3 separate regions of the Zea mays genome follow, and regions 2 and 3 are each linked to region 1. The links are chromatin contacts, called in public Hi-C maps. All regions are on one chromosome and are shown on one strand. Each heading gives the region's core, a stretch centred on a gene start, on an enhancer-like site or on the middle of the called end of the contact. The rest is flanking DNA. Distances are from core to core; before and after follow the strand shown. Region 1 holds the start of LOC541781 (dihydrolipoamide S-acetyltransferase). Region 2 holds the start of LOC103627107 (aminopeptidase M1-A). Region 3 holds the start of LOC103627097 (putative transcription factor bHLH041).

Region 1 (4,271 bases), core at 1,405-3,904:
CAACTTGTCACCTTCGGGCTAAACCAGGTCTTCACATGTGGACTGTCTGTGAATTATAGCCAGACGGTCCGCGCGTTGTAGCTGGACGGTCCGCGGTTTAGTCGGACTGTCCCTGATTTATAGTTCCTGGTCGAAGCCAAAACAGTGTTGCAGACGGTCCGCCAGAAGGGGTCGAACGGTCCGCGCTAGGCAATTTTAGAACTTGAGTTTCTGACTTCCCGTTGATCTTTGAACAATCTTCTCCAAGTTGCTTTGGCTAAACTTGAGAGAGATCTATGACTTAGAAAAATATCTCAAGTGGTTTTCCATCTAAGTCATGGATTATAAACATTTTGATTCTTTCACTCATATTTCTTCTTTTGCTCAAACCAGCTCCAAAATAGCGATATGTTGATTTTGAGCTTCCCAACTTTTCTAGAAGTGTTGAATACGTTCGTCGGGGTCTTTTGAGCTTATCCAAAGAGTAGAACCATTGGTAGTTCATCTATCTTATGTTTTACCCCTATTTGGTTGAGTCTGAGCTGATTCTGACTTAGAAACTGAACTGTTGAATCTTATGAACCTGTGAATCAAAGACTGGGCAAACTAGTTAGTCCGAGTGGTTGTGATGGTCATCAAGCACCAAAATACAAGAAATGATTTAAGGCCATTTCCCTTTCAGCGGGCGGTAGGGCGGGCGGGAGGGTGGTTCGCCATGGTCGCGGCGAGATTTGCGGGCTTGCGGTGTGCGGGCGGGAGGACAGTTCGCCTTGGTTGCGGCGGGGTTTGCAGGTTTGCGGCGTGCGGGTGGGCGGGCGTAGGGAGGCGGGGGCAATCTACAGTAAGTTCTTAATAGTTAGTAAAGATTACTGTTTCTATATGCCTATATCAATCATAGCTGAATGCCCGTGCGTTGCAACGGAAATATATAATACCAGTATACTACGATAACTTATATGCAAAATATGTGTTATACCGTTATGAGAAAATGTTTCATAATCAATTTGTGATTCTGACCATACATAAATTTTGTTATTTATAATCTATCTGTTTCACCACTACATTGCAACCATCAATATCATGTAGACTTTGATATATGTCACGATTTGCATGGTCTCATTATTAGAGAGCATGTTTCACACATACCGGAAGAAATTTCCTCGTACATCGTTAGTCATCGGACACGTACCACCATACGCTTTTGTTTAAATAAAAAGGTAAGTGTGTGTGTTTGCAAGACTAATGGTCAAACATCGTATAACCATAAAGTTAGAATACTATATTAATATATTAAATAAATTAATCCAATAGACATAGATTAACCCAATTAACATAGATAAATAAATATCTAATTATAAAAGTATGAAACATGGTATAATCAATGTTGTTACTGCGTAGTAAATATTCATACGAGACTAACACAACTGGAACGGTTCAATTTGGAATTAAAATGGGGAAGTTACGAATTTCCAAAGTTTCTATGTATTTGATATAGGATTAATTAGGAAATCAATTTTATTGTTGTTTTCATGACAAAACAAAGGTATTATATGATAAAAAATAATATTATAGAATTATAGAAATTGAATGAACTCATTTGGATTTAATATGAAATTTCCGTGAATTAAATGGGTTTCTGCAATTATTTTTAAACTAAAAATCAATTTCTAAACTCCTTTCCCTATTTTCTTTATTTCCTGGACTGTGTCCCAAATTCTAGAATGATCAGGGGCCAAGCTATAAATGTTTTTCTAGACTCAGTGAGTATACAGAGTGGACAGCGAGTTAAACACAAAAGACGTCTTAGTTGAAATTGTATGCAATTTAACATGAGTCACATTGGCTAGAGGGTGTTAGGCTAGGCATTCTGCTCAATAGATCCAAGGTTTGATCCCTAAGCAGCCACGGTTTAATTTTTTTTTCTGCGCGCGGAACCGGGGAGAGCAGAACGGCAGAACGCGGGAGGGCAGAACGACAGATTACTCTTACCTTCTTAATAAATAGTATAAATTTATTTTTGGACTAGTAATTATTATATTAATTATTTGGATTTTCATTTAAGAATAAATCCTATTCAATATCTAAAATCAATTATGAGCAATAAAAAAATTCCAAATGTAAATAAATAACAAACACTTAAAAGAAAAATCATTACCATAAATACCATTAATAAACTAACTGCATTATTTTTATTTAATGATTTTTATAGTGTTACAGTGACACACCCAAGGGCTAATGGTCAGGTGGAAAGAGCCAACAATATCGATGCACTTAGAGAAAAGGTGTTTGACAAGAGAGAAACTCGAAGGAAAATGGATCAGAGAACTACCATATGTGGTCTGGAGCCTACGAACCAAGCCGAGTCGAGCTTTACACGGAAACACTCTGTTGTATGGGTTAGAGGCAGTGTAGCACCCAGATTATATAATTTATATTCCTAAATCCTAATTTTAAAAAATTTAAATAAACTATAATAAAATTTGGACAGCGAACCAAACCAAACGGAGAATCACCTCTCGCTGAATTTTGGTCGGGTGGCCGAAGCCAAGCCCAACTTGCCCACCATATCTCGTCATAAACCCAAACTAAACAAACAATGACGCCTCGCGCTCCCACCTACTGACCCACCCCACGCCGCCTCCTCTCCCAGTGGGTCCTCCGCATCTCCCATCTCCCGTCTCCCCTCTTCCTCCTCCCCTGCGATCTCCACCGCATCACCTCCCTCGAACCCTAGACCCACCCACGCGCCCATTGCCTTCGGTCGCCATGTCCGCCGCTCAGCTTCTCCGTCACTCGCGCAAGGTATGTGTGCATGTCCCTCTCCCTTCCTACGTTATGCAATTTTGTTCATAAAAATGTGTTCGATCTGTCCGATCTCATGCGGGTAATCGCGCCGATGCTTCCTCTTCGTGTATTGTAAATGTTGATGATTTTTGCAAGTGGGGAGGGAATAGTAAATTATGGATTAGCTTCCCTTGCTTCTGCGCTGCTAATAATCAGGTCGCCAATCACTGCTGGATGTGGGTTTCCGTGCGAATGCATTTTGTAATTAACCATGATGTTCGATACGTGCTGCACGTTTGTGTTATTCCGTGCACACGATCCCATGGAAAGGGTACCAGTCGTTGGGTGGTTGAATTTTTGCAATTTATCATGTCATAAACTGGAGATTCCATTCTGTTTTGCCCCCAAACAAATTTGGTTGTTGGAGGATCAGTTTGGAACTTTCGATTGTACAAGCGGAGGCATTGCAACTGTCATGACATTGACTGTTGTTTTTTTGACATAATCCTATGATCTGTTAAAACTTGATTGAACTAGTAAGACATTTTAATTTCAAATCCAGATGCTCTTGTTTTTGTTAGGTTAGATACATGTTGTTCTCATTTATTTCTGCACTCCTTTTATGGGCTGCTGCTATTGCTCCAGCTACGTTTCTTAAGAACTTGTTCTTGTTCAACAGCATAGTGTGCATCTCTCAGTTCGATAGATCCCATGTACCCTGTTTGATGTGTTTTTATACTTAATTGAGTTATCAAGCAATCTACCATTCTGTTTCTATCTAATGTTTCTTTCTCCATTCACTTCTACAGCTGCGGAGTTTGCAAAATCCTGTAGGTTGTGAGAATTTTAGTTTTGTTCGGCATTTCTCCAGCGGTTCTGGGTCCTTTATCGCCAGGGAAAATGGTATTTTCTATCATTCTCATCTTTCTTTTATTTTCTTTCCCCTTTTTCAGTGACGCATGAGGTGGTCAATAGCATCTGTAATGTGTCCACTGAACTAGATTTGGGAATGCAGATGCTCGTTCAGGCTACATACTATCTGATAAACTATTTATTCTATCTAAAAGGCTCATTGTTTTATTTATCCATACACTTGTGCTATTGTTTTGTTATTGTTCATGCCTCTTAATATCATCAATGTAGACGTGTGTGTCACCTTAGGTACACTTATGTTAGATGCTCTAGAAATTTATCTATGCTCTTTTCATTCAGCCTGGATTCAAATATCTGATATAGAAGCATTATTAATTGTTTTTTCTCACATTTGTGCAAAAGCGAGAGTAAAACTATAAGTTGGTCTGGCATTTTCATTTCCTACTACGTCACCATCTTTTTTCTCGAAAGCACTACGTCACCATCTTTACTATTGTTATTCACACCAAGCTTTGGATTATGGAGTTGATACTTGGTACTTTCATTTCATGACATGAGAGTGTGTCTGATTCACCACCCTACTATTTTTGGACTTCTGTTGCCAATCTGCTTCAGGAATTAGTTGTTTTGATTTC
Region 2 (3,924 bases), core at 788-3,287, 400 kb before region 1:
AAAAATCCACTCGAAGGTCGGGGGCTACACTCATTGGGTGCACCTTCGGTGCACCCCATGAATCATCATTCCAAGCCAAGTGCCGACTTCTAAGGCATGGGGCAAGATTAAAGACAAGGCTGACCCTCAACCAAAACGCAGGAGTAAAAATGGAAATAATTTCTGGTGGAGACCTTCGAGTAGATTATTTTCTAAAAATCTACTCGAAGCTCGGGGGCTACACCCAGAAGTTCAGGGTCCTACAAAACGAAATGCCGACCTCTAAGGCACAAACACGAAACAAAGCTTCGGTTTACGAGTGATCAAAGCAGGAGGAGACAGTAAGAAGTCGTTTTCTTCAAATCGCCTGCAAGCTGGACCTGGGATCTTTGGGCTGATTACCTCTAAATTAACCCAAAGATCGGGGGCTTGTGGGGGATAGATATCCCCGGGTCCACTAAAAGAGTAAAAAACCTCACGAAAGGCTCAAGGGCCCAATAAATCGTAAGGTCATTCTTTCGTGGGCCTGGGGAGAGACAACCAGCAAAGCAGATCGACATGAGGCCGGATTGGTGCGAACCCGGACGACCCACAACGTCGAGCGAGTGACCACAACAGAGATCCGACTTTCCCGCGCTGGAGCCCCCATGCAACGGAGCCATGCGAGGATAAGTCGGCAGAACTACAAGGAGATAAACTCAAGCAGTTCACTATCTTTTAGCTACTCGTCGTTATCATATCCACGTGTATTGCCCCACGGTCGAGTATATAAGGCCTAGGGGGCACCCCTTCAGATCGATCGACCCTATTACTTAGCCACCCACTCCAACTCTCTGCATTCTCAATTCAGAGAGCTCTCTTGTAACCTCATTCACTCAGCATACTCATCAGGACGTAGGGTGTTACGCATCTCTAAGCGGCCCGAACCTGTAAACCTTGTCCACTGTCTCTCGTGCAACTGGCACAAACCATTTTGCTACAGTCGTTGACACCGTCCTACTCCTAAAAACACCTTGAGGGGCAACCCCGGGTGTGCGGTCGGACCCAAAACACCGACAAGGTGGCTGCTCAAATATGTATAGTAATTTTTTAAGATCTGCGAAGGAAACTTTGTAATAAAAAAGGCGTACTATTTTAGGTGAAGTAAAAATTAATATACACCATATTTTAATATATGATATATAAATGATATTTTTCTGTGCGCGTTCTATACGGAGAAAGGAATGTAGAAAATAAAGTCCGGTAACATTGTTTATATAGAGGATAAAATTTAGAGAATATTGCTGAAGTAGAAAAAATATAGAAGACAAATGTTTTACATAGAATATTTATTTAGAGGATTAAATTTAGATACTCCTCATCTCCTCCATGCATCAGCTCCTATCTACATTTTTTTTGTTTTGTGACAGCAGTAGCTCCAACCTTTATTATCTTCCCGCATACCCACGCGCGTTGTTCAAAACAAAAATCCCACAAAAATGAAAATCAAAAGAAAATCCATTCACGACCCACCCACCACAGAAATCAGTTTGCTTTGAGTTTAAAATAAAAACTTTGCTTTGCTTTCTTCTGCTGTTGCTGTGCCGCGCGTCCGGCGCCGGCAGGCAGTGTCCCCACAACCACAACACATACCCGGGCAGAGGTCCCCACCCCAGCATAGATAAAATGATTATATCAGGGCCATCGTCCATATCTCTTCTTTGTATTAGTTTTTTTATAAAATTCCTTATCTATAGATCTTTTATATCATCTTTTACATATTAGAGATTCATATTAAGCTGTCTTGAGCGGATGGTGAATATGATTGTGTAAAACATTACATAAATTATACTATTTATAAGTGAAGTTTTAAATAAAGGAGAATAAAAGAAATCCATATTAAGTTGCCTTCGACATAGATGGTGAATATGATTGTGTAAAATATCATGTAAACTGTATTATTTATAAAGTAAAGTTTTGAATAAAAGAGAATAAAAGATAGTATGAGTAAGCTGTGCCAGATACCTTTATAACCTAATTTCATTTTCTTATATATTTATTGTATCCTTAAATATTTTATATATTTTTAGTTCTAAAATATAAAGATAAAAATGTGAAGGTGTATATGTTTAAACCCCCGTCCTCAGTCACGCCGCACCTAACCCTTCGTCAGTTTCAGTTTGGCACCTCCGAAGCTTCCGTCCGAATCTCTGCTGCCTCCTTCCTCGGCCAGGCTTGCGGGCGATGGCGGCGGAGCAGACCGCCGAGCAGTTCCGGGGCCAGGCGCGGCTGCCCCACTTCGCGTCCCCGCGGCGCTACGACCTGCGCCTCACGCCCGACCTCCCCGCCTGCGTCTTCACTGGCTCGGTGGCGGTTTCCATCGGCGTGGCCGCGCCCACCCGCTTCCTCGTACTCAACGCAGCCGAGCTCGACGTCGCGACCGGGGGCGTCAGCTTCGCGCCTCAGGGCTCCGACCAGGTGCTTGCCCTTGCCTCGCTTCCGCCCGTCGGTGTGCGCGGGTGTCGGGGTGTGTTTGATCTGATCGTGTAAGGTTAGATGGTTAGATGTGGCGATGTTTTCGGAGGTGTCAGCTAGGGTTTTTAGATGGCGTTTTTTTTTTGCCGGAGTACCAGTCGCTTAAAGTTTTTTATGTGCTCAGAGCATCTTCAACATTTCAAGCTGGCATTGGTGCCGGTCTGCCGGAGGAGGGGTTGTGGGGATGATATCGGCGCCTTAAGAAATCTTCAGTTTCTTAGGGCTATAGCGACCTCAGAATTTCTTGCAAGTTGATTGATTGAATCTTTTGTGTTCAAATAATTCTAGATTACCACCTAGACCACGGATATAAATTTAACTTTGAGTGAAAGTCCCATATTTGCAGATGCACACGGTTTGATACTTACAGATGCATATGGTACTTACAGGTGCTTGTATATTTGTTGAAGCTTAAGAGTTTCGTGTAATCATATAAGGATGTTTTAAATCTCTGGGTGGGAATAGAACTTTTGCACTTATGATGGTTTGCAAAAAGCACCTTGTCTGGATGATAACAGTCGTCTTGGAGGGTTTATGATTTTGTTTCTAACAATGCCCTCCCCTAACACTTTTTGCTCTGCATTTATTGTAAATGCTGCTATAATTTGAATCAGGTGCTACAACCTTTGGAGGTTACCAACGTGCCAGAAGATGAGATCCTGATTATTCGCTTCAATGAGGTGCTTTCTATCGGGGAGGGAACTTTGACGATTGCATTCAAGGGGACTTTGAATGATAAGATGCATGGATTCTACAGAAGGTAATTACTTTTGTAGTTAAGTTTTTTTTATAAATCAAGCAACATATTCACAACGTAACTTTCTGTTTATAGTGTGTATGAGCTTAATGGAGAGAAGAAAAACATGGCTGTAACACAGTTTGAACCAGCTGATGCAAGGCGCTGCTTCCCTTGTTGGGATGAGCCTGCTTTCAAGGTTTGCTGCTTTGATTTTTTTCTCAAATCCTTTTGTTCTTTTAGGCACAAAGATATGAGTGCTTTTATTTGCATTACATGAAGAGCTAGAACCTTTTGTGTGGCTTACGGGGAGGGCATCATTCAAGCTTCACACTTTGTTTTCTGTCTACTCCCTTTGATTTTTTGGTGTTGTCTTATGTTTGCTTTTGCTTCTATTGCATTAGATAAGATGTGTATAGCTAAGAGTCTTGTGTGCTAATTGTGAACAAGTTCAATTAATAGCTTCATGATAGTGTTAATGATAAAACAAAACAAGGGTTTTATTCTCTACATGGACATATCTGTTCTCATGCACATTGAGATTCTTTGTAGTTGTCCGTTCTTGGATCATGCAATGATTATCTAAACTCAGTCCCTTTGATCTCGTGTGAGATTTGTTTATGCAACCATATAAATTATGATTACATTTATATCACTTACATTTGATTTATACTTCACAGAGCATAGCATTTATG
Region 3 (4,054 bases), core at 707-3,206, 440 kb after region 1:
TCTGGGGGGCCATCGTCGCGCGCTGGCCTTAGGGATCCGCCGCCGCGCGCGTGTCCCCCAGATCCACCGTCGCGAGGGTGTCCCCTTGATTCGCCGTCGTGCGCGCCTCTCGGGTGAGAGCGTAACTGTCGGCGTCGCTAAAACTGAACCCTAGCGATCTGAAGCTTCTTTTATAGATGCTTCGGACCTGGTGCGACTGAACCGGTTGGTAGCATCAGGTTAGGGCTTTCGCCCAGCTATTAGAAGCTCAGGGCTCCTAATACATAAACTATATATATATATATATATATATATATATATATAGTGAGTAACAGAAATCAGCTCAATTCTATTTTTATTTTTAAAATCATAGTGTTAAAATTAATGTATTTTTTAGCCTGTGGAAAAAACTAATTAATTTAATTTGCAGATGGCCTGACGCTAAGAATAGGTAAGGGAAAAAAATTGAAGATCTGCTGTTATCATAATTCATCAACGTATTCTCAAAGTACAAAATTGTGTTCATAGCAGTTGCTATTGTTCCCACAAAATTGAGCAATACGTAAATAAAACGGTGCCAAGACACATTAGAATTATTAATGTCCGCTGAGAGGAGGTTTTAGACACGACCGTGCACCACGTACTGATGACGTTCCACGTAGGAGGAGAGATAAAAGTTGAGCTAAAACGAAAAGTTTGAAGATTGAAATGCACTATATGATAGTTTTAGAATGGAACTTAATAAGGGACTACTCTGTGTAAGTCTTTACGACGACTGATGCAGGGGCTAATGATGAACCGATCGAGGTCGAAGATCATCGTCCACATGCATGCCGCGTTACAAGTTGCACGCAGGCACACAGGAGAAGGTTAAGGGTTTTTAGAAATTAAATAAAAGCCCCCCACCCCACCCCAATCGATGATCCGTGGACCGTGCCACCTTGTTTGACCCTTTTTGAAGCACATCAATCTCAGTCGCCAGCCAAGCCAACTCAGGCGTCGACCATTGAACGACCTGCTGTTTGGTGGTGTCTGGTGTCTTCTCCCCCTCCCAAGTGTACTTTTCAACCCCGGAGCCTCCTCCAGGTCGTCCAGCCTGCAGGTAGCCTCCAGCTCCAGGCCAACCGCCAGCCTCACCTTCCCCCCTCCGCCGCACTACTAGTCCATGTCCATGTCCACGCCCAGTCCTGCTATACTTTCCCGCTCCACTCACATCCACACGATGGCTGGCGCAAGTTCATGCATGCCCGGCCCACGCCCACGCGCGCGTACACATCTGCACACATAGCCACCATGCGTCATGCGTGTATACTTCTATATAAACAGCAGCGGCAGCGACGACCGACTCGATCACCAAGCCAAGCTCTAGCGCGGACATCCACGGAAGCCAGCCAGCCAGCCACAGGCCACAGCTATGGAGTACAACAACAGCAGCTCTCCCCCTCCTGAGCTCGCCGGCTGATGTATGGACACCCTCTTCGTGCTCGGCCAGGAGTCCCGGCTGCGCATCCTCCAGCAGGCAGCGGCGCGCGTCCCCGGCTGCGCCTACCTCTGCGCCTGGGCGGCGGCCATCCCCTCCCAGCCCCATCGGCCAGCTTCATCCTCTTCCTCGGCAGCTGCTGCCACCACCAGGTACCGTACGCGCGTGTACGTACCCTACACATATGCATGCATTGATCGATTGGGCGATTCGCCATGGATTGCATTGACATTATTACGTATGCCTGCCTGCCTGCCTGCCCGCAGCGCCCGCCTGCTGTGCTGCATCGACGCATGGCTCTGCGACGGCGGCCGGCCCAGCCTCGGTGACGACGCCCACCGCCTGCGCGCGCTCTTCGACGCCTACCGGGGCTCGCTTTGCGCACCCGTCTCCGGGTGCGTTGCATGCATATATACTATATCTACCATGCATCCATCCATGCCGGCCGGCCGGCGGCGACGACCCAACGTCGCGGGGACCGGGCGTCCATTGGCAATGCAACTTGAGGTTTCGTTCCTTTCGCTCATCAGCCATGGCCATGGCGCGCGATATGATTCGATCTCTGCCTATGCTCCTCGCGCAGGTGCGTGCCGGGGTGGGCGTACAAGGACGGCCGCGCGTACATGGAGCTGCCGGCACACGACCTCACGACCTCGGCGTCGCTGCCAGTGCAGCAACAGTTCTATCAGGTCGGTGCATGCATCTGCACTCCTTCGTCTAGCTTGTTGTGTGCTACTCTATATATATATTATCGCATTTGATTCTGGATTTCTTTCTCCTTCTTCTTGCTGTTGTTGGTTTCCCTCGCTTCACTTCATCGTCCTCAAATTAATCCTGAGCTGCTTTATTCTCGCTTGCTTGTGATGTTGCAGGAAGCTGGCATTCAGGTTTGTTTTCTTCATCACCGTAACTACACATGATCATCGAACGTGCAATAAATTAAAGCTATATACATGACTTCTCTATACACATGATCATCGACTTTTGGGGAATTGGCTTGCGCAGATGGCGGCATTCATGGGATGCGAGAGCGGCGAGGTCGAGATCGGCATGTATACGGCGCCAACTAGCGGGACGTCTCCGATGAGCCTGGAGTCGACCTTGCAGCAGGTTTTCTCGGAGGACTTCTTCCAGCAGTCGCTGCTGGAGGAACTGCTCCAGCTGCCACCGACGCGGCCATCGTCGCCGTCCGTCTCCGTGGGCAGCCCGGCGGCCGATGCCTTGACGTCGCTTCCCCGCACGATGGCCGCCACGCCGACGCCGTCCTCCTCCGTAGAGCGACGGGCGCCGCCGGTTCCACCGCCTCCTCCGCCCCACGCGCGCCCGCCGGTCTTCCCCGTCCCCTTCGCTCGGCACGGCCCAGGTCACGTCCGTTTCCCGAGCGCCGACACCGACGACGCCGCGATGGCGCAGGCCATGATCGACGTCATCTCCGGCGCCTCGTCTTCCTCGGCGCTCCCCACTCCACCGTCCACGGCCACGGCACCTCCTCCTCCGGGAAAGCACCACCGCGCGCGGCGGCGTCGTGGGGCGGCAACGGCGTTCCGGGCGTACAACGCGGCGCTGGCGCCCAGGGCGCCGTGGCGGCCACCGGGCGTCCCAGGGCAGCGCATGATCAAGATGGGCATCTCCATCCTGAGGAGGATGCACATGCTCAGGTTCAGTCGGGAGCGCACTGGCACCACGATGGCGCAGAGGGGCCAGGAGGGAGAGGATGACCTGTCGTCGCCGGCCGTGCCGACGAGCAGCCAGCTCAACCATATGATATCGGAGCGGCGGCGGCGGGAGAGGCTCAACGAGAGCTTCGAGGCGCTTAGAGGCTTGCTCCCACCGGGATCAAAGGTAAACTCCCCAATTACAGCATGATGATGGCTTGCTTGCTTGATTCATCTTTCAGGAAAAAAAATTATAGACGGTTTGCTTGTTGATTAATTACGCATCATCATTATATATAAATACATATCGTTATACTGTATAATATATCAACTCCATTTTTATTCAATTAAATTGAGAATTATTGCTTTTATCTATGCATGAAATACTACACAGTTAGGGCTTGTTCGGTTCTACCCCAATCCATATGGATTGAGGGGTATTGAGAGGTTTCAATCCCTAGTAAGTCAAAATTTCTCTCAATCTATATCAATTCACTATAATTCATATGGATTGAAAATAACCGAACAAACCCTTAGTCGTCCTATGCAATGCCTCTCAAGCTATTGCACGTGTACTAGTGAAATTTTATTTTCTTCAGTATTTGGGCGACGACCATTTGAGCTTATATACTTTTGATGCGTAGCTGCGTACTAGTCTTAAGCTTGTAGCAAAACAATACGGTAGCTTAAATCACAATGTTAATTATACACTGATTTGCATGTGCATTTCCATTACTGACAATGTAGAAAGACAAGGCTACTGTGCTGGCCAAGACGCTGGACTACATGAGCATTCTAGTAGCTCAAATAGCCGACCTCGAGGCGAAGAACCGGAGCCTGGAGAGCCGAGCTCAGCACCACCATCGGCACGCCAATGGCGGCTCCAATGGCGGGCGAGTAGTGGTCCTGCAGGGGCTGATGAGCGGCACGTCGTCTTCGG

What was found. Hi-C and Micro-C count contacts between places; a contact is called where the count stands out from the background.
Region 2: a contact with region 1 is called in a Hi-C map of endosperm, with 4 times the contacts expected there. The contact joins the promoter of LOC103627107 here to the promoter of LOC541781 in region 1. A contact is called at or near these places in 4 of 25 Hi-C or Micro-C datasets (bundle sheath, ear, endosperm and 1 more).
Region 3: a Hi-C map of leaf mesophyll shows a contact between it and region 1, with 4 times the contacts expected there. The contact joins the promoter of LOC103627097 here to the promoter of LOC541781 in region 1. A contact is called at or near these places in 3 of 25 Hi-C or Micro-C datasets (bundle sheath, ear and leaf mesophyll).

Annotation. Positions count from the first base shown.
Region 1 is chr5:158,776,272-158,780,542 of Zm-B73-REFERENCE-NAM-5.0, reverse strand. LOC541781 (dihydrolipoamide S-acetyltransferase) reads left to right here and starts at 2,654. Exons shown (of 18, transcript NM_001111466.1): 1 at 2,654-2,781; 2 at 3,573-3,666. The coding sequence starts at 2,746.
Region 2 is chr5:159,175,011-159,178,934 of Zm-B73-REFERENCE-NAM-5.0, reverse strand. It overlaps LOC103627107 (aminopeptidase M1-A), which reads left to right and starts at 2,037. Exons shown (of 19, transcript XM_008647428.3): 1 at 2,037-2,436; 2 at 3,108-3,253; 3 at 3,326-3,428. The coding sequence starts at 2,203.
Region 3 is chr5:158,331,159-158,335,212 of Zm-B73-REFERENCE-NAM-5.0, reverse strand. It overlaps LOC103627097 (putative transcription factor bHLH041), which reads left to right and starts at 1,956. Exons shown (of 5, transcript NM_001370915.1): 1 at 1,956-2,148; 2 at 2,332-2,346; 3 at 2,465-3,301; 4 at 3,862-4,054. The coding sequence starts at 2,083.